4 separate regions of the Sus scrofa genome follow, and all the other regions are linked to region 2. A link is a contact called in public HiChIP or PLAC-seq data. All regions are on one chromosome and are shown on one strand. Each heading gives the region's core, a stretch centred on a gene start, on an enhancer-like site or on the middle of the called end of the contact. The rest is flanking DNA. Distances are from core to core; before and after follow the strand shown. Region 1 overlaps ERC1 (ELKS/Rab6-interacting/CAST family member 1). Region 2 overlaps WNT5B (protein Wnt-5b). Region 3 overlaps ERC1 (ELKS/Rab6-interacting/CAST family member 1). Region 4 overlaps ERC1 (ELKS/Rab6-interacting/CAST family member 1).

What was found. HiChIP or PLAC-seq counts read pairs in DNA pulled down with a chosen protein or histone mark.
Region 1: a contact with region 2 is called in an H3K27ac HiChIP or PLAC-seq map of alveolar macrophages. The contact joins two enhancer-like sites. A contact is called at or near these places in 2 of 47 Hi-C or Micro-C datasets (embryonic fibroblasts and skeletal muscle) and 1 of 2 datasets of contacts at active chromatin or transcription factors (alveolar macrophages).
Region 3: a contact with region 2 is called in an H3K27ac HiChIP or PLAC-seq map of alveolar macrophages. The contact joins two enhancer-like sites. A contact is called at or near these places in 1 of 47 Hi-C or Micro-C datasets (embryonic fibroblasts) and 2 of 2 datasets of contacts at active chromatin or transcription factors (alveolar macrophages and skeletal muscle).
Region 4: an H3K27ac HiChIP or PLAC-seq map of alveolar macrophages shows a contact between it and region 2. The contact joins two enhancer-like sites. A contact is called at or near these places in 2 of 2 datasets of contacts at active chromatin or transcription factors (alveolar macrophages and skeletal muscle).

The regions. Positions count from the first base shown.
Region 1 is chr5:68,306,323-68,313,105 of Sscrofa11.1, forward strand. It overlaps ERC1 (ELKS/Rab6-interacting/CAST family member 1), which reads left to right. Exons shown (of 20, transcript XR_002344310.1): 4 at 4,108-4,182. Among named protein-coding and RNA genes, the nearest start is that of ERC1, 86 kb to the left of the region's middle. Within about 2 kb of position 4,634, at least 2 of the 83 cell types and tissues checked have an H3K27ac peak or open chromatin away from gene starts, as enhancers often do. A contact at or near this core is called in alveolar macrophages, where this site is marked.
Region 2 is chr5:68,696,359-68,702,988 of Sscrofa11.1, forward strand. The region is part of intron 1 of WNT5B (protein Wnt-5b); the gene reads left to right. Among named protein-coding and RNA genes, the nearest start is that of FBXL14, 21 kb to the left of the region's middle. Within about 2 kb of position 5,218, at least 8 of the 83 cell types and tissues checked have an H3K27ac peak or open chromatin away from gene starts, as enhancers often do. A contact at or near this core is called in alveolar macrophages, where this site is marked.
Region 3 is chr5:68,408,494-68,415,660 of Sscrofa11.1, forward strand. The region is part of intron 14 of ERC1 (ELKS/Rab6-interacting/CAST family member 1); the gene reads left to right. Among named protein-coding and RNA genes, the nearest start is that of ERC1, 190 kb to the left of the region's middle. Within about 2 kb of position 2,313, at least 13 of the 83 cell types and tissues checked have an H3K27ac peak or open chromatin away from gene starts, as enhancers often do. A contact at or near this core is called in alveolar macrophages, where this site is marked.
Region 4 is chr5:68,276,321-68,283,594 of Sscrofa11.1, forward strand. All of the region lies in intron 2 of ERC1 (ELKS/Rab6-interacting/CAST family member 1), which reads left to right. Among named protein-coding and RNA genes, the nearest start is that of ERC1, 56 kb to the left of the region's middle. Within about 2 kb of position 3,216, at least 14 of the 83 cell types and tissues checked have an H3K27ac peak or open chromatin away from gene starts, as enhancers often do. A contact at or near this core is called in alveolar macrophages, where this site is marked.

The DNA of each region.
Region 1 (6,783 bases), core at 3,384-5,883, 390 kb before region 2:
AAAAGAGCAAAATAAAGCAAGCATATAGTATGTTCTACTTCTTACATTTGTTTGAATAGTGCATTCTTCTTTTTTTTCCTTTTTAGGGCCGCACCCATGTCATATGGAGGTTCCCAGGCCAGGGGTTGAATCGGAGCTACGGCTTCTGGCCTACGCCACAGCCACAGCCACAGCCACAGCCACAGCAACTCCAGAACCAAGCTGAGTCTGCGACCTACACCACAGCTTACGGCAACGCTGGACTCTTAACCCACTGAGTGAGGCCAGATAATGAACCTGCAACCTCATAGTTCCTAGTCGGATTCGTTTCTGGTGCACCATGAGGGGAACTCCTTCTGTTTCGTTTTGTTTTTGAATAGTGCATTCATTTTTATTTCCAGAGTCTTCTCTCTTTATTAACAGGGTTTGAGTCAGGCTTGTACCCTGTGTGTGGGGGGAGTTTATCAGACCACTGAGCTTGAATGTGCAGGCCTTGGAATGGTTATAAGCGATGGGTTTTAAAATGTCTTAATAGGAAAGCTTTATGCTTGTGAGTGGTTTAAAGTTCATCCTAGTTCCTTAGCAGAGCAGGATTTTTTTATTCAAATGGATTTCCGCTTTTTTATATATTGCTTATATGCTTGCCAGAGTTTAAAGAGAAATTGTAATAGTTTCACCTTAAAGCATTTGGAAATTTACCTAATTTAGAAGAAGGTAATGGGAAAGAGATCAGATAAATTAGTTCAGTATCTGAACTGTGAGGTATTTCAAAGAAATGCAATTTTAATATATCAAGTGAGGTACAGAATTATTTTTTCTTTTTAGGGCCGCACCTGCAGCATGTGGAAGTTGCCCTGCATAAGGGTCTGATCAGAGTTGCAGCTGCCCGCTTACACCACAGCCACAGCAACTCCAGATCCAAGCTGCATCTGCGACCTACAGCACAGCCCATGGCTGGATCCTTAACCCCTCTGAGCGGGGCCAGGGATCAAACCTACATCCTCATGGATACTAGTTGGGTTGTTTCTGTTGAGCCACAACGGGAACGCCCAAGAAATAATATAGGAAAAATGTGAAGTGTAGGTCACAGGACTTTATTAATAGGTGAAATTATTTAGAATTAGAAGGATTTGTTTTATTTTGTTTACACATTTTAAAGTTTTGCATTCATTTATTAAACATGTATTGTTAAATATCTGTGTGACTCCCATTGCCTGTTTACAATATAGTGAATAGATTAAGTGTGGACAAGCTGGGGCTGGGAGGTAACTGATGAGTTTATTGCTTTCATGGAAGTGAGAGATTGTTATGGTCTGAACTAGCATGTTCAGATTTTGTTCTAGATTAACATGTTCTGGGTTTTACTGTCTTTATTAATGAAGTGTTCTTAAATTTTTTATTATTATTTAAAAAAATTATAGTTGATTTACAATGTTGTGCCAGTTTCTGCTGTACAGAACCCATTCATACATACAGTCCTTTTCTTATCTTATTTTCAGTCATGGTCTATCCCAAGAGACTGGATATAGTTCTTAATGAAGTGTTTTTTCTTACAAGCATTAATTGTGGATTAACATGGCCCTTACAAGCCTTGCTTTTAGACTCTTTTGGGGCTAGTCTTGATGGCCTTTCCTCCAGGGCTAGACTCCCTCTGCTCCTAAGATGTGGCCTTTCTGGTGTCTATCCTCAGTGCCTCTGATGTTTTCTCCAACTTTGGCTATTTGGGGCTTGAATTTTTTCCAGCCCCATGTCAGTTCAGGTCGTTGCTCAGCTCATAGCTCTCTGTTAGTTGTTCTGTCCCTAGTAGTTGTTCTGTGTCTGACATTGTAGAGTCTTTCCCTGTGTGTGCACACTTTGTATTTGGCCAAAGACTCCAGGGGACCTCTGTCAGTTTAGATACTATTGCTTTCCTGGCTAGCTACCTTCTTTGTGCTATTCTGCTCTGCTCGTTTCTGCTATCTTTAGGACTCTTACCTGTTGGTCTGTCTTCTGAGCTCTGCAGGACTGCTCTTTTCTGTTTGGTCTTCCTATCCCTATATCACATATTGGATAGCAACTCTGGACTGTGACCTTGTTAGTTTCTCTTCTCTCAAGGAGCATGGTCTTGTGCTTCTTGTTTTCCAGTGTCTAAAAAGTTTCTTCATGCATTTGTCTAATTTTAAAATAGATTATGACAAGAGGGCCAGTCTTCTACCTGTTACAGTCAGGTTGTATTAACCTTATAGAGAGTGACAAGTCAATGGGAAACTCATTGAAGAATTTAAAACAGACTAGTACCATGATTTGTGCTTTATCAAGATGACCTCCATTGCTTTCTTTAAAATGGACAGAGGAAATGGAAGGAAATTTAACTAGAGGCTATTGTAGCAATCGAGGCTTAAACTAACTGGAAGTGGAGTGAATGTTAAATTCAAGAGCTATTTTGAAGATAGAACAATCAGGACCTGCTCTAGAATTGGTGGTAGGAAATGCAGATCGGGGAGGAATGAATGGAGACACTCTGGTGTTTGGTGTGAGCCACCGGCAGGGTAGTGCCATTTAAGGAGATAGGAATACCCCTCAGTCATCAGAGGAGGGTCTAGAATAGAGGGGAGAAAATCAAGAGTTTTGTTTTGGGTAAAATAAGTTTGAGTTACTTAGTAGACATCTATACAGAGATGTCAAGTAGGCAGGCAGAGGGCAGTCTAGAAGTTCACCAGCACTGTCCACACGGAAAGTATCCATCTCTATTCTCTGGGGTCATTATAGGCCATCCCAGGGTAATTTGTAATTACTGACTGACAGAGATGTTCACAAAATCTGACAGGAAAATAGCCTGAGAAGGTCTGGTAGCTTCAGGGTAATCCTTGAAGACCCTAACTGAATTCTACTGTCTCCTTCTTTTCTGATCCTGAATGCACTGATATTTGGATTGAAAAAAAATAGCTGTTTTTCTGACATTTGTTAAACATAGCCTATTTTGGAAACTCATTCAACAATCTTACCTTCTTCGTTTTTTTCTCCTCCTTCTTTTTTTTTTTTTTTTTTTTTTTTTTTAACCTGCAGCATATGGAACTTCTCGAGCTAGGGGTCAAATCAGAGCTGCAGTTACCATCCTACATCATAGCCATGGTAATGCCAGATCCGAGCTGCCATCTGCAACCTATACCATAGCTCATGGCAACACTGGATCCTTTAACCCACTGAGTGAAGCCTGGGATTGAACCCAAATCCTCATGGATACTAGTTGAGTTCTTAACCTGCTGAGCCACAATGGGAACTCCCTTACCTTCTTTTTTTTTCTGATTGTAGCCCCTCTGGAGCGAGATTTCCATCCTAGGTGGCCAGGTGGCTATTGCAGTGGGAGGAGATGGCTGTGGAAAGGGTATTGTCAACACAGATGCTTTCAGTAGCTTTCACAGTGCAGTCCATGACTGCTTTGATTTCTCCTTTTGTTTTATTTTATTTATTTATTTATTTTTGCTTTGTAGGGCCACACCCGCGGCACATGGAAGTTCTCAGGCTAGGGGTTGAATCAGAGCTGTAGCTGCTGGCCTACACCACAGCCGCATCAATGCAGGATCCGAGCCGAGTCTGCAACGTACACCACAGCTCACCGCAACACCAGATCCTTAATCCACTGAGCGAGGCCAGGGATTAAATCTGTATCCTCATGGATGCTAGTCAGATTCGTTAACTGCTGAGCCAAGAGGGGAACTCCTGATTTCTCCTTTTAAAAGGGGAATATTTCTAACCCCCTTTTGAATTGTTTGGAGTTCTGAGAATGTCTTGGAGTCATGTGGAAGAGTGATACACAAGCCTGGGAATGTGCTGGAGTGTGAGTTGTCGTAGTGGCTCAGTGTGTGAAACCAGGTGTTCAGAGACAGTCACGCTCCTGAGACCCTTAGCCCCAATGCAGTCTGTGGGTTTCCTGGTCTGCAGGAAAAGGTCCAGGAAACAGAAAGTCATCAGTGTCTCCCAAGGCTGTAGTAATGCAGCTACTGCTCCTCACCTCTCCACTCCCCCTCTGAAGAAAGAGTGAAAAGGAGGGCGCTTACTCTCTCTTGCTTCTCTTTTATTTTTTAATTTTTTTTAATGATTTTTATTTTTTCCATTATAGTTGGTTTGTCTCTTGTTTCTCTTCTGTAGGAGATGCATCGGAGATTTGAGAATGCCCCGGATTCTGCCAAAACTAAAGCTCTGCAAACTGTTATTGAGATGAAGGTAAGTGAGACCTTACTTAGTTAGGAATCTTACATGTCAGTTCACACTTTCAAGTGGCCATACTTTCACATGTGAGTTTCAGAAAGTGGTATGTAGTAATATTTCACTTATTTTGTAGACTGAGAAGAAATAGTAAGATTTAATGAAAGTGACCCATTAAAAGAACTTCAGTTTCATTTCCTTTTGTCCAGCATTTCTTGAAATCAGCTGTCCTCAAACCTTTTGATCTCAGGTCACTTTTTCTCTTAAAGTGACTCATTTTACCCATTTTTAAGAAAATGTTTGCTGATTATCAAGTTTGTCAGTTTTTCTCTGAAATGAGAATAGGGCTTTATGAAGGAAGTATGTGATTCAGCTGGCAGCCCAGGAGCACCCAGTGCTAGCCTGGGGAGCAGTGGAAGTGCCTGGATCCTTCCTGTTTCATCACATGGAACATTAAAAGGTACTTACTCAATAGTTGAGTACTGAGTAGGACTTTTTTTTTTTTTTTTTTTTTTTTTGCGTAGCTACATGTGGAAGTTCCTGGGCCGGGGGTCAAACTTGCGCCATAGCAGTGATCCTTGCCACAGCAATGACAAAGCTGGATCCCCAACCATCAGGCTACCAGGGAATTCCACCAAGGACATTCTTAGGTGAAGCAGTGTTTGCAAAATTTTCTTATTTATCTTTTTTGACTGAGAGTGCCTGACACTGAAGAATAACAGTGACTGCTAGTACCCTCTGGTGCTGTTGTGGTTGTCCTGAGTCATTCGAGTTTTTGCCCATCTTCAGTGCAAATATTAACATGGTGGAAAAGGCATGTAAAGTCATAGTATTATTAGGAAAATAGTTTTGACTTCACAAAAGGACGAGGAGGCACCCCCTGGGTTCCACAGACCATACTTTGAAGACCTCAGCTTTAAGTTAATGAATAATGCAAGAAACTGTGAATCACAGCAGAAAGTTAACTCAGAAAAAGACTGAAAGGAAATTCTACAATTAAAAAAGAAAAAGTTAATGAATAGTTGGAAATCTTTAGGCTGTACATTTATACTACTTGGTGATTAAGATCTTGCCTTCTGAGTTAAATTCCCTAGATTCAGAATCTGGCTTTACTTAATTAGTGCATAACATAGAAGAAGTGCCTAACCTCTTCATGCCTCAATTTCTTTGTTGATAAATAGTGATAATAACAGTACCTGTTCCATGGGTTGTTTTGTGGTTAAATTAGTTAAAGCAAGTAAAACACTTTAAACAGGACCTGGCACATAGTAAACATTTAATCAATGTTACCTGTTATTGCTATTATTATTTTTATTACCAATGTATTCTTTCTTACAAAAGGCGGAAGACTGTTACAGATAGGAGCTCCTCTACCCCCAACCCCCATTTCTCTCTCTCCCTCGTGCACTCTCTCTCTCTTTTTTTCTTAAGGGATGCACCTGTGGCATGTGGAAGTTCCCAGGCTAGGGGTCCAATTGGAGCTGTAGTTGCTGGCCTACACCACAGCCACAGCAACACTAGATTCAAGCCAAGTCTGTGACCTACACCACAGCTCATGGTAACACCAGATCCTTTAACCCACTGAGCGAGGCCAGCCAGGTATTGAACCCTCATCCTCATGGATGCTAGTTAGGTTCGTTTCCATTGAGCCCTGATGGGAAGTTCCTCTGTCTCTTTTTGAAACTTCATATCCCCTAAAAAGTTTGACAGAGTGTTTTGTATTGTGGTCTTTCATTTAATATTTGTTGATGTGACAAGAATATTTAGTTTTTGGTATATAAATAGCTTTATGTAAATAAATATTTCTCAAGTACAGTTCTGAGAACCTATTTCTTAGATGATTTCCTCTTAAAATTTAGTTTATATTGTATACATCTTTATTCTTACTGGGGGAAGAGTTTACCAAACAAATTCCAAATTAGCGGATTCTGAGTTCTTTGTAGTTAGACAGTTATTAGTCTTGAACATAATCTTGTAAAAAGTCTTTAGAAAGGTTTAATTGCATGTTCACATTTCCAACATGTTTATTTGTACATGTGATTTCCTGATCCCTGTTGGAACCTAAAAATAAAACACATGAGTCTCTCTATTTACGGAATTATTTTACCTGCCTTTTGACAGCATGGGGAAGTGTACCAGTTTTAACTGGCAGTAACTCTATTTTAGGTTGTATTAATTTTCGGCCATCCTACTAAGAAGGAAGAGATTCCAAAATCCTAGTGGCCCAGTGGGGTCAGGTTGTTGTTATGTTGAAATCACAGCTGAAATAGTTAAGATGCTGAGAGTGGCATGAGCTTGAGAGAATTGTGAAGCTCTGGAGAGAAGGAAAAGGAAGCTGATTGGTAGACTGTGAAAGAGCCTGCAGGTCTTCAAGGTGACATAATATCTTTTCTCTTTCCTCCTCTCCATCCTCCTCCCTTCTCCCACCCCTGTACTTGTTTCAGTCTTTTCCCTCTGCTCCCTTCTCTATTCTTCTTTAATTTTTTTCTTTTTCCTTTAGCTGTGGAGGAGCAGGAAAGAATTACCAGACTGCTGTAGGGTTAGAGTTTTGCTGAGTAGATATAGCAGAATTACTGGGATGCACATGAATTGAAGGAGTGGTTTGGATGATCAGTCCAG
Region 2 (6,630 bases), core at 3,968-6,467:
TGAGGGATGTAAATATGTGGCAGCAGTAGGTTGGAGCCTGAATGTTTTCTTAAGCATTTCTTAGATGTTAGGGATCCTGAAAGAGTAAATGAGCAGAATATTCTGTCCTGGTTGTGTGTCTCCTAGTGCCAGCTGGCAGAATGCTTCCTAGATCCTCTTAGATTGGCCCTCCCGCCACCCCCAGGAGTAAACTATCTCTAAACATCAAAATAAAATCAGCAACAGTGAGAGGACAGCTTGGAAAAGGCCTGTTAGCGCTCCAGCCAGGTGCTATGCCTGCCTTTTTCTGAAGACTTTTTTTTTTTTTTTTTTTTTGGTCTTTTTTGTCATTTTAGGGTTGTACTCTCGGCGTATGGAGGTTCCCAGGCTAGGGGTCTAATTGGAGCTGTAGCTGTCGGCCTACACCACAGCCACAGCAACGCCAGATCCTTAACCCACTGAGCAAGGCCAGGGATCGAACCCTCAACCTCATGGTTCCTAGTCGGATTCGTTTCCGCTGCACCGCAACAGGGACTCTTTCCTGAAGCCTTTTTATCAGTTTGGTTTGCTTCATGGTTAAATGAACCTGGATGGGGGTGGTTTCTTGGTGGGCGGGTACGAATGTCAGAACTCATCAGGCTGTGTATTTAAGGTTTGTGCATTTTACTCTATGTATATTTTGCTTCAAAGTTGTTTGGGGCTCAACAGGTCAAGGGGAGTTGACAAGTTGACTTCTGTGTGTACAGATGATCCCAGGTTCTGTTTGTTCAGCAGCAGGCGGATCAGGCAGGTGGAGTTTAGGCAGCAGCCACTGCCCCCAGGAAGCTGTCCCTCCCTCACCTCTGATCGTCACGCCCTTCCCAGGCCTTCCTGCCCAACTGCGCTCTCTGAACCTGGGCTAGGAATTTGGTTTTTCGCTACTCTCCCCCTGCAGGCCTCTGCTCACCCCCATCCTGAAGCCCTGGTACAGTGTATGCAGTTGGTGCTCTTTCCCTTGGTTGATGGAAGGAGAGTGGGAGAGAGAGGGGTAAGGACGCTGGCTTTTAAGACTAGATCAGTGACTCCGAGGTATGGGGAGCACCCGGTGAGGCAGAAGCTGGGACTGAGAACACAGCAGCCATCTCGGGTTTTTGCCTCCATCTTCCAGAATGTTTTCTTAATGTTGGAAAAATGCAATCTTTTTTTTGTCTGCTGCACACTGGTCATGCTGTTCCCCAGGAGTCCGGTCAGGTCACATTATACTTGCTGGGTTCTGCTGTGTGGTTTTCCATGGACTTTTCGGTTGTTGATATTGGCTTTTGAGGGTTGGCTGTGGGTTCCTCCAGACACAAACACGAGCACCTTTTACTGCTGAGCTTTTCCTAGGGGTCCAGCCATTTAAGCTGAAAGTTGTCATCGAGATATAGGCGCATGTTCCTGTGCATGAGAAGCACAGGCCTTTCTGCCGGGTGCTGCGTACAGCCTCCCTGTGCCGCCAGGAGGGCGAGGAAGCCGAGGTAGAGCTGTGTGCCACCCCTGTTCGCTGGCAGCACTTCAGAGCGTCAGACCCAGCTGCCTTGCCTGTTGCTGCCACCCCAGATGGTGGCATCCCCAAGGGTGAGGCCCTTTGGGAAAATCAGGAAGGCTCCTGCCTTGTTCTTGCTCCTGCTCATTTGTTCTTGCATTGAGCTCTGGGGCACTGACTACTGGGCCTTCTCAGCAGAGGGTCCTCGTCAGAATTTCCCTCACTGTTTTCAAAATCTGTTTTTTTATTGGGCTATGACAAATAAACTAAGGACCTTGGTACGAATGTGCGTGTCACCCTTGGGCAGAGGCTATGCTAGCATTGAAGATACGCATGGAAGAAATCAGTCTTCTCTGTATCCAAGTTTCATACCTGCGCTGCTGCAGCAGGCACTTAAATCTGTTGTAAACTAAATTTCGAACTGCTTTTGAAAGCCTGGAGCTCTCTCGTGGTAAAGTGGTTAAGGATTTGGCATTGTCCCTACTGTGGTTGGGTCACTGTGGCTGTGGTGCGGGTTCGGTCTCTGGCCTGGGAACGTCCACATGCTTCAGGGTCCAGCCAAAAAAAAAAAAGAAGAATTAAAAAAGAAAGAGGAGTTTCTGTTGTAGTGCAGTAGAAATGGGTCTGACTGGATCCTTGAGGATGCATATTTGATCCCTGGCCTTGCTGAGTGGTTTAAGGATCCCGTGTTGCTGAGGCTGTGGCATAGGCTGGCAGCTACAGCTCCAATAAGACCCCTAGCCTGGGAACCTCCATATGTGGTGGGTGAGGCCCTAAAAAGCAAAAGAAAGAAAAAGAAAAAGAAAGAAAGCCACAGCGTTGTTTTATTTTGCTGATGGAACCCAGATGTCAGGAGAGAGTTGTTTTTTCCACCATTTGAACCGCTGCACACGCCCTGTGTCACCTAGACAGAGAGGGTGATGTGGGGACAGGGCTGTGGCCACAGAGCGCACTGAGCTTTGGGAAAGCAGTGGAGCCAAAAACAGCCTCCTGGTTCAAGGCTTCCTCCTTACGTGTGACTGCAGCACCTATCAAGTTACAGGGTTACAGGCTTTCTTTGGCAAAACCCCATTTTTGCACTTGAGTTAGCCAGGCAAAGCGGTGTCTCCCTGGCTGGCAGAGTCTGGGGACCCATCTGCCTCACATGTCCTAAGAGGCATTGTTGTTTCGGGCTCCTCCGGAGGATGTTTATTCATGGAGAAGCAGAAAGAAGCTCCAACAGCCCAGCTGGCTTTCCAGATCTTGGGTGGAATTTGTACCCTTTTTTTTCTTTTTTTTTTTTTTTTTTCCGTTGGATGTGGCTGTCATGGAGAGGGAGTAAGCACGGAGCCCCGCAATGCTAGGCTTTACTGGATTTAAGTACATAATGAAAGGCAGGCACGTGCTCTGGGAGCACAGAACTGAACCAGTTTCCGCTGATGGAGCTGGTGACCGTTCTGGGTGAGATTGTGTGGCCTCCATTACTTGGCCTTCAGCTGTAGGACGCAGGCACTAATGCCCCTCCTTTGGTCCCGCTGCACGTGTTCTACTCTTTAAATGTCCTCAGAAAGAGGAGATGTAGATGGCTAGTAACCATCGAAAAATGTTTGCCCTTGCTAATCAAAGAAATGCAGTTAAGGGAGTTCCTGTTGTGGCTCAACATGTGAAGAACCCAACTGGTATCCATGAGGATGCGGGTTCGATCCCTGGCCTCACTCAGTAGGTTAAGGATCCTACGCTGCCACAAGCTGTGGTGTAGATCACAGATGCGGCTGGGGTCTGGCGTGGCTGTGGCTGTGGTGTAGGCCTTAGCTGAAGCTCTGATTTGTCCCCTAGCCTGGAAACTTCCATATGCCACAGGTGCAGCCCTAAAAAGCGGGAGGGGGGAGAAGAAGAAGAAATGCAGTTAAAAATGAGACGGTATTTTTTGGAGTTCCTGCTGTGGTACAGCGGGATCGGCGCTGTCTCTGTAGGGCCAGAACACAGGTTAGATCCACAGCTATAGTGTAGGTCACAGCTTGGATCTGATCCCTGGCCCACCCCCGCCAAATGAGATAGTATTTTTCACCTATCACAAGAGGAGTTTTTTTTTTGTTTGTTGTTTGTTTTCGAATGGCCGCACCCAAGGCAGATGAAAGTTCCCAGGGCCAGGGATTGAATTCGAGCCGCAGCTATGACCTACATGAGGCAACTCCAGATCCTTTAACCCACTGCCCACAGCAGAGCTGTTAATTACATCTTGCTGTAGATGAATAGCTTAATATAGGCTTAAGCTTTTTTTCTTTTTTCCATACCTCCAGGGTGTTGTGCTTTACTGTCTTCCAAATGGACAAAACATCATAGACCTCAGAGAATGGGAATTCAGGCATCATTTCCCCGTTCATTCTCCATCCTTATATGACAGCTGGGCTGGATGCCTCTCTGTTTTTTTGTTTGTTTGTTTGTTTTTGTTTTTGCTTTTTAGGGCTGCACTCTGGGCATATGGAAGTTCCTAGGCTAGGGGTCGAGTGGGGGCTACAGTGGCCAGCCTATGCCACAACCACAGCAACATGGGATCCCAGCCAGATCTGTGACCTACACCACAGCTCACAGCAATGCTGGATCCATGAGCCACTGAATGAGGCCAGGCTCAAACCCGCATCCTCATGGATACTAGTCAGATTCGTTTCCACTTCGCCACAACGGGAGCTCTGCCCCTCTATTTTTAATAGGATGTCAGTTGTTGACATTTCAGTCCCTTCATAGACTTAGTCAACAACCGTGGGAGCAACTACAAATACACACAGTGTTTACAGGCTGAAAGGGGATTTTTAAAAGTCTATAGACGAGTCTAATACAAAGCAGTATAGGGCTGTAAGGGTTTGGGTTAGTTAAGCTAGTCACTAGCTGCTGCCATGAACAAATGCCAGCTGCCAGTTGGCTCTAAAACCATAGAAGTTTATTTCTAGCCCATGTGAAAACCAAAATGCATGTTCCTTCTTGGAAGGCAGTTCCCCAAGTGGCAATTCTGGGACCAGGGCTGCTTCTGTCGGATGAGTCCGGCTTTATTCCTCATTTGAAAGCCCCGTGCTTGTCCGAGTCCAGTTGAGAGACACAGAGGGCCCAGAGCTCTGCTGGTTGGAGGTTTTTACGGGCCAGGCCTGGAAGTCGCCAACATAATTTTTTCTGAAATTTGATGAGGAAGAACAAAGTCCTGTGACCGTCTTAGGACATCTTCGTGCAGGAAAATGTCATCGAGCTGTGTGATCAGCAAGTGAGCTCTGCCCTGAATAGCTTTGAGAGTCCAAAGTGGGAAGACATCACATCTTAGCAAATGCAGAGGTACCCAGGAATGCAGACGTTATTACTAATTATTTCTACCTTTAACTATCATTTTTGTTCACTTTAATAAAGTCAATTTTTTGGCCACGCCCATGGCATGCCGTAGTTCCCAGGCCAGGGATGGAACCTGAGACACAGCAGTGACAACGCCGGATCCTCAACCCAATGCACCACCAGTGAACTCCAGTAAAGGCATTTCTGCTGGCTATCCTAGGTGTATGAGTACTTCAGGCTGTTTGGGGGATTTTTTGTTTGTTTGTTTTTGTTTTTGCTTTTTAGGGCTGCTCCTGCGGCATGTGGAGATTCCTAGGCTAGGGGTCAAATTGGAGCCACAGCCACAGGCTTACGCCACAGCTACAGCAATGCCAGATCTGAGCCGCATCTGCAATCTACATGAACAGCTCACAGCAGCACCGGATCCTTAACCCATTGAGCAAGGCCAGGGATTGAACTTGCAACCTCATGGTTACTAGTCGGATTTGTCTCTACTGCGCCACAATGGAACTCCAGGCTGTTTGTATTTTCAGTCCTGGTGGCTTGGATCAAGGACATGTTTGCCAGCTGGCGGGATCCCATGGAGATCAAACCTGCCCCAACCACCTGATGTGGCCTTGAGGTGAGCGTGAAAATCGTGAGCTCTCCCAAAGCCACATGCAGATGTGCTCCCATCAGTGTTCTCTGTTTAGTTCAGCCGTGGTTGGAGGCAAGTGATCTCACAGCCTGTGCTGGTGGTTGGTTCCTGCTCCTGCCTTTTGTCACCGTCCTGACTGCGACTGCGTAACGCACAGACCACGCCTCCTTCCTTCCTGCCCACACAGGCGGACAGCGTTCTCCTTCTGCCCCTCACCGTGTTCCCAGCTGGGCTCACAGCCTCCAGACTCTCACTCTGCACTCTATCTATCCAGCAAACATCGCCAGTACAAGATCTGATGTTCTTGTCATTTTCAAAATGCTTTGTATGTTTTCCGTCTCTGTGCCCTTGTCCGGTGAGAGGGTCTTACCCTCCCATCTCCACCTGTGGGAATCCTGTCTGCCTACTGAGGGCCAAGTTCAAAGACCACCTTCATCATGAAACTGCTACTCCTTGGGAATTAATTTGTCTTTCTTAGGACTAATAATTGGGTAACAACTGGATAACAATTGGTACTTCCATTATAACATATCACTGCTGAATCTTGTAATCCAGTAATATTTGCATCGCCCCCACAGATTATACCAATTTCTCTTCCTCATCTTTGAGTAAGACCCAGTAGATGCTCAATAAGACTTATTGCTCTGAATTGGAGTCACAGAAAGAATTCCATTTGAATTACTTTCTGGCATTCTCACTCAATCTGATCTTATTCCCCTACTGAGTAACGAATACAAAATTGCTAGTCATTTCGTCCTGATAATGGGAAATGACTCCCAACGTCATTACAGGGTCTGCTTTCCCAGGGATGAAGCATAAAGATGAGAAGCAGGGTTGTCACTGGGAGAGGAATTTTCTCTCCTGGGCTCGTAGGAGGGTGTTGATCCTGGACCACCGGTAAGGTTAGAGGCCCTCATGCACCGGCCTGTGGTATCTTGCACGTTACTTCTGTTATAGCCCTTATTACACTAAATGTAACTAACAGAATTCACACGGAGCTTGTGGTTTGGATGATGGTGGTGGCGTTTGTTTTCTTGCCTGGCTTCCACTCTGGACCAGCTCTGTCTGTGAACAACCTGAGACAATGGAAGTGTCCTGTAACCTGAGCTGTCCCCCACAACAGCTGCGAGCCCCACGTGTATACTGAGCACCTGAAATGTGGCCGCTGCCACTGAGGATGGGAACACAACTTCCAGTCACTTTAGCATTAAATAGT
Region 3 (7,167 bases), core at 1,063-3,562, 290 kb before region 2:
AGCGGTTGTACCAATTTACATTCCCACCAACAGTGCAGGAGGGTTCCCTTTTCTCCACACCCCCTCCAGCATTTGTTATTTGTGGACTTATTAATGATGGCCATTCTGACTGGTGTGAGGTGGACCTCATGGTAGTTTTGATTTGCATTTCTCTAATAATCAGTGATGTTGAACATTTTTTCATTAAAGAGGATTTAAAGAAATGGAAAGATACTCCATGCTCCTGAGTTGGAAAAATTAATATTGTAAAAATGGCCATACTACCCAAAGCAATCTACAGGTTCAGTGCAATCCCTATCAAATTACCCATGACGTTTTTCACAAAACCAGAACAAACGATCCAAAAACTTAGACGGAACCACAAAAGACCCAGAACCGCCAAAGCAATCCTGAGGAACAAAAACCAAGCAGGAGGCATAACCCTCCCAGACTTCAGGCAATATTAAGTCACAGAACTCAAGACAGTGTGGTAATGGTACCAAAGTAGACATACAGACCAATGGAACAGAATAGAGAACCCAGGAATAAACCCAGATACCTACAGTCAATTAATCTTTGACAAAGGAGGCAAGAATAAAAAAATGGGAAAAAAGACAGTCTCTTCAGCAAGTGGTACTGGGAAAACTGGACAGCTGCATGTAAATCAATGAAGCTGGAACACACCCTCACACCACACACAATAATAAACTCAGAATGGCTTAAAGGCAAACCTAAGACAAGACACCATCAAACTCCTGGAAGAGAACATAGGTAAAACATTCTCTGACATCAGCCTTACAAATGTGTTCTCAGGTCAGTCTCCCAAAGCAACTGAAATAAAAGCAAAAATAAAGCAATGGGACCTAATCAAACTGACAAGCTTTGGCACAGCAAAGGGAACCATAAAAAACCAAAAAGACAACTTCCAGAATGGGAGAAAATAGTTTCAAACGATTCAACTGACAAGGGCTTAATCTCTAAAATATACAAACAACTCGTACAACTCAACAACCCAATGAAAAATGGGCAAAAGACCTGAATAGACATTCCTCCAAAGAAGATATACAGGGGGCCAACAAACACATGAAAAAATGCACATAGTATTTTCTAAAAGACTACAACAAAGGGACCTTATTTAGAATGATCAGGAAAGGCATCGCAACATTGCTTTATTTACAACAGTTTAAAGCTTTAGGGTAACCTTATGATTTTTACAAAAATTTTAAAAAATTAATGCATGCTTTTAGTCTCTGCTGCAGTTCCTTTCCACAGGATATAATGAAGCCCTTTGTCATCTGGTCAGAAAAACTCAAAAGATTTCAAATTTGTAGATTTAAAGACTTAGATATTATCATTTGAACATAATTTACCTTTTTTTTTTTTTTTTTTTTTTTTTTAAGTGCTTGAGTTTAAAGCATGGTAGCCAGAATGAGAATGCTGGCTCATGCCAGTTTTTTTCAAGTTTAGAAATCGTTACTGGAAAGCAGAGGACTTATATTTCATAGGACACAGGTGCCCCTCTAGCCCCCCTGCCCTCAATCTCTGAGCCTCTGGGAGCTAAACATCTTGTGGAGCATCCAGTCTTCTGCTCTGAGAGCATCAAGCCCTGTTCATAAAAGTGTGTGAGAATGCAGAGCATTCTACCTAACAGATACATATTATGATCACATTAGTATGAACAGTCCTTTTGTTCCACCTTATTTCCTTCCAGTGGGATTAATACTTCAATCATCATTGGTAAATTTGACATTCGGTTTTTCTGGATTCGTGTCATCTCTTCTCACCTTAAGGACAGATGTATAATATTATTAAGATTGTTTCCTTTTCTATAGTGCTATAATGGGCTGTATTTATAGATTATAGAAGTTTCCTAACACCTCTTAAATTCTTTCTCTTTACTTATCCTTTAAAGTCTTAACTGATATCTGTGTCAGGATTGATGGGGATTTTTGGCATAAGTAGCTGAGCAGTCTGAGAGCATTACAAATACAAACACATTTCTCAGAACTATGTAGGATCATTCAGAAGTCTAGTTGTAAGCAGTGTAAATTGTGCTTTTAAGGCAGTTTACTGATTTCTGCAGAAATCATTTTTCATCAGTGGAAAGATTAAAGAGAGTGTTGTTATGAAACATTTTATTGATAAACATATGGAAAGTACATTTTTAATATCCAAGATTTCTTAGATGTGACAGTTAAATTCACAGCCGTTTTCTCTTTGCCATTGTGTAGTCATTTTGGTATTGAAATCAGGCTCTGTCAAGAGGAACCTAGTAAGTTTCATTGTGGACTCCTGCTCTAATGTCAAGGGTTTGACTTTCCTTTGTTATGGTGACTGGTTATGAAATCAGTCACTTGACAGACCCTGAAGTGAGACTGCTGGAAATACGTCACGTCTGCCTTCCTGGTGACAGCTGGCTACAAAACAACCCACCAGAGCCTTTCTGCAATTGACAAGGGACTTCAAAGGCCAACAGGGCTGCCACTTCAAAGAGAGTTCTGCCATCTCTGGCTTGTTGAAAGAAGAAGTTAAATGGCTGTACCCTGCCGTAGCAGAAATCTCCATGTTTAGACTTCTCCTCCTTTTGATCTTAGAGAGATGTATGAAATGGGCTTTAAGCTAAAGGAATGATATAGTCTGCAGTAATGGCAACCCAATATTATTCTGCATTTCAGTCCACTTATTTGTGGAAATTACCCAAATATGTTCAAATACCAGCAAGTGTAAAAACTCAAATGTCTCAGACAGCAAATGTTCAAAAGAAGAGTCGAAACTCTGTATTGATGTAGCCACCTTCACAAATGAGAATAAGCCAGGTGGTGAATTAAAATGAAACTCTCAGTGTGTTTTAAAAGCTCTCCTTCAGTTTCTCCTTGTAATTTTTACCCTGTTCAGTAGATTCAAATTCTGAATGTTGATAGTAAGAATGACACAACTAAAACCTGTAATCTCAAGACCAGTTTGCATGGTTTAAACTGACATTTCTCTCTTTTTAGTAACTGTGCTTAAAATTTTATACTACCTTGTACCATTTAAAATCTTATTCCTCCGGCTTTGCTGGATACACTTTTGAAGTAATTACTTCATCTTTGTATTAAACAGACAAGCAAACAGAGATTCCAGAGTTTTAATAAAACTTTTGGCGGAAGATGAGAATATCAGGCATCGTGAAGAATCACAAAGAAAAGGCAGCAGCATGAGTTACTGCAGTTAGAATAGCATGACCTTTTCTTCATTACATGGTTTCCTTCTTATGTTGTTGTAGAGAAATAAAACTAAGCCTCCTTGAATTCTTTCGTACTGAACTTCTATTGTCTTAATTTCTCTGTACATGAAATAAAAAAGTTTGACTTGCCAGAAGCTTGAGTCAGTATAACTTCCTCTATAATTTTACCAGATGGGGTCAGTACACAACAACTAAAGAAATTCTGAAGGGAAACTGAAGCCCCCAGGAAGTAACCACATGCTGTGGTTATGATCAAAAAACATCCCTAGATTCATCAGTAGTTTGAAAAGTAGTTCCTAAAAAATAATATGCTTGTGGTTGTCATGTTTGTTTGCATAGTTTCTTCCTTTTGAAAACTTCTTTATAAAATAGTATGTGATTATATTATCCTGGAAGTTAAGGAAATATCTGTCTCTCTGAATTTCATCTTGATTTTTTTCCTTTTTATTCAACAAAAATACCACATTTGTGTTCAGAAGTTCAAAATCAAATGAAAAAATTAGCTGTATTGGAGAAGAAATAAAAACCTTGGCACACCCCAAAATGAACCACAGAGTTGAGTGCCAGAGTCTGTAGATACTGGTTTTCAAAGGAGTTGTGTTTTTGTACTTCTGTCTAAACCATCTAACCACTGCTGGACTGGGAAGTGCTTTTGGAATCTTGGTGGTGGATCTATAACAGATGATATTTAGTTTGCTTGTAATGAGTTCTTGGGGTGTTTGGCCCTTATACTGTTATCTCCTACTGAGAAGTTTGAATAACCAAGTTATTGATGATAGAGGCAGTTATCCAGGATGTGGCTGAAGGTGTCGTTGTGGAGCCAGATGGCTTCCCCCTGATTTTTATATGCAGTTTGTGTTCTCCTTGGCTGCACCTTCCTGGATGTTTTCAGTGAAACATATTTTCCTAGAGAAATGTTTACAGTAGGGTTTATCCTGCACAACAGATAGTTTTTGTGTGTGGCATGGCCCAAGCTCTGTTTTGGTCCCTTCCTCTTACCTCCATTCTCTTTAGTGAATGAATGAAGAGGCAGTGAGGTTTACTGTAAAGTGCACTGAGCCAGAATCACATGATATGGATTCTGTTTCTTCTTCTGTTTATTAGCTGTAATTTAGGGCGGGTCCTATAGTTTTTCCGGGTCTCACCTGTGTGGAGTGAATTATTACCCCCAAAAGTGTTTTAGTAGCCTACAAAGGTGGTACACAAATGTGAGCCTCATTATTATGACCAGAATTATTGTATGCACTCGTGGGCGCGCGCACGTGTGTGTGTGTGTGTGTGTGAGTATGAGAGAGAGGGTCCTTTGCTTGCCAGATATCAAGTCCCACACTTTTACTTTTCTCTTTTGGCTAATAGTAAACTTTTGACAAGATCAGATAACTGTTATTTGTTATTGTTTTCTTTGTAACCATTTTCAGGCGTTGATTGAAATGATATGTTTTCTCCACAAAATATATCTCTAATTAATGAAATAATCACCCTCTTTACCTCTAGGTAGCTGTTTGAATTTTTTTAGCAATGCAAACAAGGATTAAAATGTTCAGTTAAAATGCCAGTAAATTTTTATTTTTATTGTTGAAAACTTAAGGAAACAGTATGAAGCTGTTTTATTCAAATTATTCATTTGACCTTAGAGAAAAGGCTCAAGCCCTAAACACTCTGTTCCCTGTTGGTGACTTCATGCCAGCGAGTGGATTGCTATTTTTTTGTAATAAAGTAGAATTAATGTTTTTGTCACGTGAAATAACCAAGTAATTCACCTAAGGAGGAAATTTCTTTCCCAAACCTAGACAACTTACTTAGCTTTCCTAACATATACTGTATCCTATTATCTTGACTTTCTAGCCATGCAGAAAAAAAATTTTTTTTTCAGGAGAGAACTTATCAGAGCTCAAAGTTCAAAGAAAAGCTTGTGATTCCTCCTTATTTTGTATTTCTTTTCCTGACTTAACTCACCAAGGTGCAGAAGAGTATAAAATGATGGTTGCCATGTCTCCTTGGTACTGCTGCTGGAAAAGAAAATATGATGTCATTTAGATGATCTCTGTCCTCCTTTCTTTCAGGAGTAGAAAAAGAGCAATGGGGTTTATGTGGATCCAGGAAATTATCAATTTTATATTTCACTTGGTTCTACCGCAACCTGTTTGTTGCTAAAATAAACAAATTACAGGAAACATTAATCAAGTAATAGTCTTCTGAAAAAAATAGTTTTCAGTATTTAATTCAGATTTTTAGCTTTTAGTTTTGATACTCTGTCACCAGAAATCACCTAATAGAACTCGCAGTGAGATAAACATTGGCTGTTCCCAAAGCCTCTTCCATCCTTAGTGACTCAGATGTTGAGAGTCCTACCAGCAGGGGGATGTTTGCTTTGCTGTGAAAATTTTATTTTTCACCCAGATTTTATTTTATTTTATTTTATTTTATTGGTCTAATCGGAGCTGTAGCTGCTGGCCTACGCCAGAGCCACAGCAATGCCAGATCTGAGCCACGTCTGCAACCTACACCACAGCTCATGGCGACACCGGATCCTTAACCCACCGAGCAAAGCCAGGGATTGAATCCACAAACTCATGGTTCCTAGTTGGATATGTTAACCACTGAGCCACAACGGGAACTCTGTCTGATTCTTCAGGCTTATTATAGGATTTATCTACCCAAGCCCTCTGAGATTTAAAAAAAAAAAAAAAAAAAAGGAAAATTAAGATGGCTTGAAAAAGAAGCATTTCTGTCACGTTGTTGTGTTTCCACTTTTTTAAAATTTATCTTCCCAGCATAATATTACTAGAAACTGAAAGGCAGCTGCTATGAAGGAATACAGCCAATCAATATGAATTTGGCTGCCCTGCAAGTCAGCTTTTCTGGGTGGGTACTTGTAAGCCACATGTGTTATTAAGCATTGTTCAGTGTCCTGTGGGAATGTGAAGCATATTTTGAGGTTGTTAAAAACATTTTGTAAATTCCCCATGCATGGAGCACATTCACTATTTAAAGTGTCATTTGCTGATTTTATTTGACATTGTTGAATTATTGGAGAAATCCAACAATATATAAAAAGTCAAATCTAGTGACCCCCCCCCCCAAAGCTGAACTATGGAAATACGGTTTCTGTGGTTTCTTCTTCAGTACTGTGTCTGTAACTTCTCATATTTGGGTTCTTGATAAAGTCAGGAATAAAAGATAAAAATAGTGGCAATTCCTAAGTTTAACTACTGTCATCATTAGATTACCTCAAAAATCACTTATATCTTATTTCACTAAATAGAACAGAAAGTTACCATTAACACTATCAGTCATATATGTATTTAAATGGGCACTTAAAAAATTTAAAATTTAACTTCTTATTTTAGCAGCATCTGATTAAAGTGCCTACCCTCTTCAGAGGACCTGGGGAGGGGGGTTCTTTTTACTGTACCTCTCATCCTGGATTTTACCAGCCTCCAAAAGAGCCCTGATCATCTGCTCTGTACTGTCAGTCCTGTGTTGTTTACTACTTTCTTGCCTTTCCCAGATTCACCTCTTCTTACCCCTTCTGCATTTCCTCCTAGGTCCCCAGAATTCACAAATTCATCTACCTTCATTTATTTACCCATTCAGCAGATACTCATTGAGTGTCTACTTTGTGCCAGGCCCTTGCACAAACATTAATTTCCTCCTTAAATCATTTCCCCTTTCTTTGCTGGAAGTATAATCTGGCCTCCCCCCTGGAAACTCACAGCAGCCCTTTCTGGTGATTAGTATGTGTTTATTCTGAACTTAAGGTTGGAGGGAGGACTCTCATCCATCTTGTTTGCTGTTACACCTTCAGACACTACCCCATCACGCTCTGCTTCTTCGAGGCGCATGCCATTCAGCTGTACTGCCGAGGCTTTTCAGGGAAGGCTTTTACTGCCTCACTGACTTCAGCATCTGTGTAGAAAACCCATTGGTCCATCCTCTCAGTGGTTCCTGCCACCACTGCC
Region 4 (7,274 bases), core at 1,966-4,465, 420 kb before region 2:
AGAGTAAACAAAGGGCATTTCCTGACCTCACCCCACCCCCCAAAAAGGAAAGATAAGTATAAACAAATATGTTCATATTTCCCTCATTAGTGTTGGAATTTGGAATTTCTGTCCTCAGAAGTCACTGTCCTGTCAGTTTTCTGTATTTGGTTGAGTAAATCTCGTGCAGTGATGGCAAAAGTGTTGTCCAGCTTCTAAATCTGTTAGCCACTAAATCTCTCAGTAATCTTGCTAGCTGAACCTGGCTCAGTGGTTCTTAACTTTGGCTAGCATCACCTGAGAAGTTTAAGGGAAAAAAAAAAAAGATGCCTGGTCTCACCTTCACCCCCAGAGATTCTAATTTAATTGGAGCTGGGGCACGGCCTCCGTGTAAGGGTTTTTAAAAGCTCCCCAGGTAACTCTAATGTGCTCTTATGGTTGAGAACGACTGGCTACTAATAACGGATAAGAGTTGGTAGGTAAACTGAAATCTCTTCTCAGTTCTGTCTAGTGAGGTGATTTATGACCATCCCACAATATACAAATAGTTAAAAACAATTTCAGTTTGAGTGAGTAGAGAATATTTATCATTGGAATTTGAGAGTACAAATTTGGCGAGGTTAGATTATGTCAGTACTTTTGTGACTTGTTTTTTAGGGCCACACCTGCAGCATATGGAGGTTTTTGGGCTAGGGATCAAATCAGAGCTACAGCTGCTGGTCTACACCGCAGCCATAGCAATACCAGATCTGAGCCGTGTCTGCGACCTACACCACAGCTCATGGCAACGCTGGATCCTTAACCCACTGAGCAAGGCTAGGGGTGGAACCTGCAACCTCATGGTTCCTAGTCGGATTCGTTAACCACTGCACCACAATGGGAACTCTGCTTTTTTGTTTATTTTAAATAAACAACAGACATTTACTTCTCACAGTTCTGGAGACTGGAGGTAGGAGAGCAGGGTGCTGCATGGCAGGTTTGGTCCTGGTCCTTTCCCAGGTTGTCACCTTCTCTTTGCTTGTCCTCAAGCAAGGAAGGGGTGGGCATCAGTATTTTTAAAACACTCTCGCAGGTAATTGTAATGTATATTTTGTGCTGAGAATTTGAGGGTTTTTTTTTTTTTTTTTTTTAGAAAAAGTACAATATAAATAGACTAAGAAGCATAAATTCATGAGTGTTAGTAAATTATCTGGTGGAATTGAAGGAAGGCAGTGGCCACCTAGGGGTGTGGTGGGAAGGAGGGAAAAGAAGGTAAATTGGTAAAGCACACAGATGCTTCATTTGTCCTAATTATCTCCTCTACCCCAGCCTGCCTGTCTTGTTTTCTGTTCTGGGTGAATGTTAAGATCTTTTAACTAGTCAGATGGACGTTACACTTAAATGTGGATCAGAATTATGTGGAGGGTTTGTTAAAACACACATTGCTGGGCCCTACCCTCAGAATTTCTGAGTGAGTGGGCCTACAGTGGGGCCCAAGAATTTATACATTTAACAATTTCCCAGCTGATTTTTTTTGTCTTTTTAGCGTCGCACCCATGGCACATGGAGGTTCCCAGGCCAAGGGTCCAATCGGAGCTGTAGTCACCGGCCTGCGCCACAACCACAGCTACGCCAGATCCGAGCCGCGTCTGCAACCCACATCACAGCTCACAGCAACGCCAGATCCTTAACCCACTGAGCAACGCCAGGGATCAAACCTGCAACCTCATGGTTCCTAGTCAGATTCGTTTCCAGTGCACCATGATGGGAACTTCAAGATTTATTTTCTCTATGTATATCCAGAAAACTTTAAAATAATAAAACAAATACAAACCCATGTATCCATTTCCTAAAATTAGCAAATGTTAGTGGTCTATGGAGAAATAGTCCATATGAATTAATATTCCTTTTTTGGAGTTCCTGTCATGGTACAGTGGTTAGCAAACCCGACTAGCATCCATGAGGACTCGGGTTTGATCCCTGGCCTCGCTCAGTGGGTTAAGGATCTGGCATTGCCGTGAGACATGGCTCTGATCTGGTGTTGCTGTGACTCTGGTGTAGGCCGGCTCCTACAACTCTGATTGGACCCCTAGCCTGGGAACCTCCGTGTGCCAAGGGTGTGGCCCTAAAAAGACAAAATAAAAAAAAATCCTTTTTTGGTATTAATAGGCTGCTGTATCTTATTTCACACTCTTTCAATTTATTTCACAATTTCAACTTATTTCACAATTTTACAGTGAGTGAAATATGGCAACTTCTTTGGGCTTGAGATCAGTGCTCTTTGAGGAAAACTACCATAATTCGTTAACTTGTTTGATCAGTCTTTTAGGCAACAAAGTGAAATAGGGACTGAAAAAAGGTTCAGTCCTGATTATATGCTCAATCTGAAAAAAACATTAAGAAGTATTATATACTTAAAAATGAAGTCATCAGATGTAGTCATTTTATCCTGTTTTATTTTGAAATAGTTTATCTGAATAGTTCACAGAATTAAAAAGCTCAATTTCTTTGTGTGTTTGGAAACCTGGGAAGAAAAAGGGTAAGCTACTATGTATGGGGGTGTAAAAAATGTGACAGTTGTGAAAACGTAGTAACCTAAACTCTAAAGGGGGAATAGTTGCATCATTTGTTCACTTCTAAAACAGTTTGTTCTTCCCTAAATATAACTGATGTTCTGTACAAATATGAGTCAAGAGGAAAAAACACCGAATTCATAATCAGAAAAAACACCAAATTAACATGATTCTGGAACAGTTTTGGTGGCTTTGATTAGTCTTGCCTAGCTTTTTGTCATGCTTTAAATAGAAGGCTCATTTTAGTAGAGGCCTCCCAGCCAAGTTAGTTCCGTAAGGTTGAAATGATGCTGTTTTATATCCTTCTGAAGGACATTATTAATCACCTCTGTGTATTTTTTCATCTTGAAGCTAATAATCAGGTTCCCTGAACTTGCTAGAGACTGTGAGTTTTCCTCACCATTTTTGAAGTGAGGATTTGTATGTGACTTTGGAAAGTATGGACTTACCGTCTGATGAGAAATCTCTGTGAGGCTTTACTATATTCATGGATAAGAATCTGGAAATTCACAAAGAGAAAATTATTTAAAATGTTATATGCTATAAAAAATCCTATATTCAAAGTTTGAACTATCATAATTCTCCATTCCTGAGGATCAGCCAGACTTTGAAATCTAAGGCTCCTCAGGAAGTGCCTTCCTTTTGGCAGCAGGCTGCTCTCAAGCCAGATGATTCTCCAGGACCTGGACACAGTGTGTTGTGTGATCACATCACAGAGCACTTGCAGTTGGCTAGAACTGTGTATTGCAACCCCTTCAGGATTTTTTTTATACGGAAGTACCCAGGTTAGGGGTTGAATTGGAGCTGCATCTGCTGGCCAACGCCACAGCCACTTGGGATCTGAGCTGCATCTGTGACTTACACCACAGATCGAGGCAACACCGAGTCCTTAATGACTTAAACCACAGCTCACAACAACACTGGGTCCTTAACCCAGGATTTTTGCTTTTGCCTATCATTTGTGTGTTGCTAAGATCCTCACCCCATTTCCCTGTTAAAATACTCACTTAGTTTGTACCTTGCCTGTTTGTGTATTTACTGACTTAGGTAGTCTAGTCAAAGTTCAGCATGTATGCAAAGTGAGTGGCAGTATTGGCTGTTTTTCTCGTGGTGTGTCACTGCATTATCTGGGATGGAATGCTTTGTGGGTATCCATGTGGTTTCCTGACGAGAGAAAGGAGGTCCAGCTGCATTCACTCTCATAAGATGACCTTTGTTTCTACATGTGCTCTTGTCCAACATAGCATTGTCTAGCCAGTCTATCAATAAATATTTATTGAGTGCCTACGATGAATGCCCAGTAGTATGCTGGGTGCTTTGACGGAGTTTTTTCTTTCTTTTTTTTTTTTTTAAGGAGAGGAAGGAGAAACAAACAGTGACAGGCATTTGTGAAGTTTAAAAGCATGTTATCATGAAGTAGATATGCTCTGGGGTTTTCTAAAGATGAATTTTTGGTGGGTTGGAATTCTAGAGTATTTTTGCCTAGACTAGGTTCAAGAATTGGATTATTCATAAGAGTGGAATATTATCTGATTTTAAAGATTTCTTCAAATTTGGTATTTTATATATAGCTTTTTATTTTTATTTATTTATTTATGTATTTTTATTTTTATTTTTTTGTCTTTTTGCCATTTCTTGGGCCGCTCCTGCAGCACATGGAGGCTCCCAGGCTAGCGGTCGAATCAGAGCTGTAGTCGCCAGCCTACGCTAGAGCTACAGCAACGCGGGATCCGAGCTGTGTCTGCGACCTACACCACGTAGCCTTGTGGTTCCTAGTCGGATTCGTTAACCACTGAGCTATGACAGGAACTCCCTATATATAGCTTTTTAAAAATCAGTGTATCAAAATATGTAGTGTATGTCCCACAATTTCAAGGATATTAAAAAGTCCTCGAGGGGAGTTCCCGTCATGGCTCAGTGGTAATGAACCTGACTAGTATCCATGAGGATGCGGGTTCGATCCTGGGCCTCACTCAGTGGGTTAAGGATCTAGCATTGCTGTGAGCTCTGGTGTGGGTCGTGGATGTGGCTCGGATCCATTGTTTCTGTGGCTGTGGCATAGGATGGCAGCTACAGCTTCTATTTGACTCCTACCCTGGGAACTTCCATATGCCACGGGTGCAGCCCTAAAAAAGACAAAAAAAAAAAAAGTTTTTGAAATGGAAAGATATTCATAATATATTAAAAGAATACAAATGGTATATAGGTATACTATAGTTAATTTCTTTGGAGGCAGTATAGAGTCATTATAGTTTTAAAAGCACAAAACTATGGAGTCAGACTGCTGGATGTTTCTGCCACTTATGATCCAAGTGACCTAGGGAAGGTCTGTTTTCTTTGTGTCTTGGTTTCCTTATTTGTAAAGTGAAAATAATGATAGTGCATCATGGGGGAGATGTAGGATTATATGAGTTAAAATACATAGTGCCTTTATAGTAGGATAATAACATTATTGTTTTTTCCTTTAAAGATGAATTTCAGCATAGAAAAAAATGTTTTGAAGGAATCCCACCAAAATATTTTCAGTGATTTCTCTTAGAATTTTATTGATTTTTTTCTTACTGTTTGTCTCTAATTCCTTATTTTTTCTTATAATCGACGTGCATTTATTATATAATAAAAGATAATGAAGAATAAGATTTAGTCTGAATGTTTATATAAGTTGTTGTAAGACAAAAAGTAATTAGAATTAATTACTAGTAAATTAGTATTTGACGGATATTGAATGGACTGCAGAGGTGTGATTTTATTCTTAAGTTGTTCACAATGTATCATAGGAAACGTGGTAGAGACACACAAAGGGAAAAATCCTAAAAGCTGGTTTGTTCAGCTTTCCATCCACCTCCTTCAGTGTCTGTGACAGATGTAAGTCAGCAGTGTCTTGTTGTTTAAGGTAATGTGGTTCAGCAGGTTAAGAATCTGGTGTTGTCACTGCAAGCGGCTGGGGTCATTGCTATGGTGTAGATTTGATCCCTGGCTGGAAAACTTGCATGTGCTGTGGACAGAGCCAAAAAAAAAATTTTTTTTTTTTGATAGATATGTGTTAGGAAATTTTCTTAGCACTAGACCTGCCTCTGTGTAACTACTTAGCATTTATCTTAGGTTTTCAGTTTGGAGCTAGGTGGAATAAATCTAATGCTTCTTCCAGAATAATGATTTAATAGAAAAGGAGTTTATCAAATAGATAACGAGTAGCTCATGGAATTCTGGTAAGGCTGGAGAATTAGGCTTGAGGCTTAGCTTTTTATAATGTTCTACACCATGCTGAGGAAGAAACTTCCACTATTTCTGCTGCTTCATCAGAACCTTCAGTTGATGGTTGATGACACTGAAGAGCCAAGAATTGACCTTGTAATCACTAGGAAACTGGTGCTATACCCATTTTCCCTGAGCTGGATTCATCTGTTACCATCTGCACCAGTAAACATGGAAGGTAGAGCCTCCTTCCACTTGTTACTGAATTCCATATCAATCTTAAGTGCATACAAACGTTGGCAGTGTCTAGATACCTGCCTGGGTCTGGCTAGAAGGGAGTGTGGGAATTTGAGTCTTCACTCTTACATTGGGGAAGCAGGACTCATAAGGAGGGGATTTCTTCACATGTAGAACAACTGCTTAAAAGATTATGAACACAAGCATATGAAAAGATGTTTAACGTTGCTAGTCATTAGGGAAATGCAAATCAAAACCACCTGAGTACCACTTCACACCCACTAGGGTGGCTCTAATAATGAAAAAAAAAAAAAAGGGAAATAACAGGTATTGGTGGGAATGTAGAGAAATTGGAACCTTTTATATACTGCTGGTGGGAATATAAAATGGTTCAGGCCACTGTGGGAAACAGTTTGGCACTTCTTCAAAAAGCTAAATATAGAATTGCCATATGACTTTGCAGTTTCACTTCTAAGTATATACTCACAAGAACTGAGAACTGACATTCAAACAGGTACATGTATATGTGTGTTTTTAGCGGCATAATTCACAATAACCAAAAGATGGAAATAGTTCACAGGTTCATTGTGGGTGAATGGATAAATAAAATGGGTTATATACATACAACAGAATATTATTCAGGCATAAAAAAGAATTAAGTTCTGACATCCACTGTGATGTGGGTGTTTCTCCAAAACATTAAGTGAAAGAAGATAGAAAAAGCCACATATTGTATGGTTCTGTTTATATGAAATATGTACCATAGATTAATATAGAGGGAGCACCAGTTTGTGTTACCAGGGCCGTGGGGAAAAACTATTTAATGGGTAAGAAAGAAGTTTTACTTCAGAGTGATGGAAATATGTTGGAGCTAGATGAAGGTAGTGGTTGCACAACATTGCACATGTACTAAGTGCCACTGAGTTGTTCATTTTAAAATGGTTAATTTTATGTGAATTTCATCTCAATAAATTTGTTTTTTAAAAAGGTTATTAACAGCCATTAGTGAGACATGTTCATTGTGAAGATGGTTATAACAACTGTCATTTGTTGAGTATTTACTATAGGCTGGAGACTTTACAAATATTTATTCTAATCCTTATGGTAGCATTGCAAGGTAGGTATTAGAAACAAGAAAAACAAAGAACTATATTAGTGGGCTTAAAAATTTCTTTACAGTTTAAGGTACTGATTTGAATTACTTTAAACTTAGTTTATCATCAAATTAAGAGTGAGCTCTTGAAATCTAATCAAAGACCTGTAGAGAGCACTCTTATTCCTTACTGTGCTCTGGTTATGTTTAGAGCATCT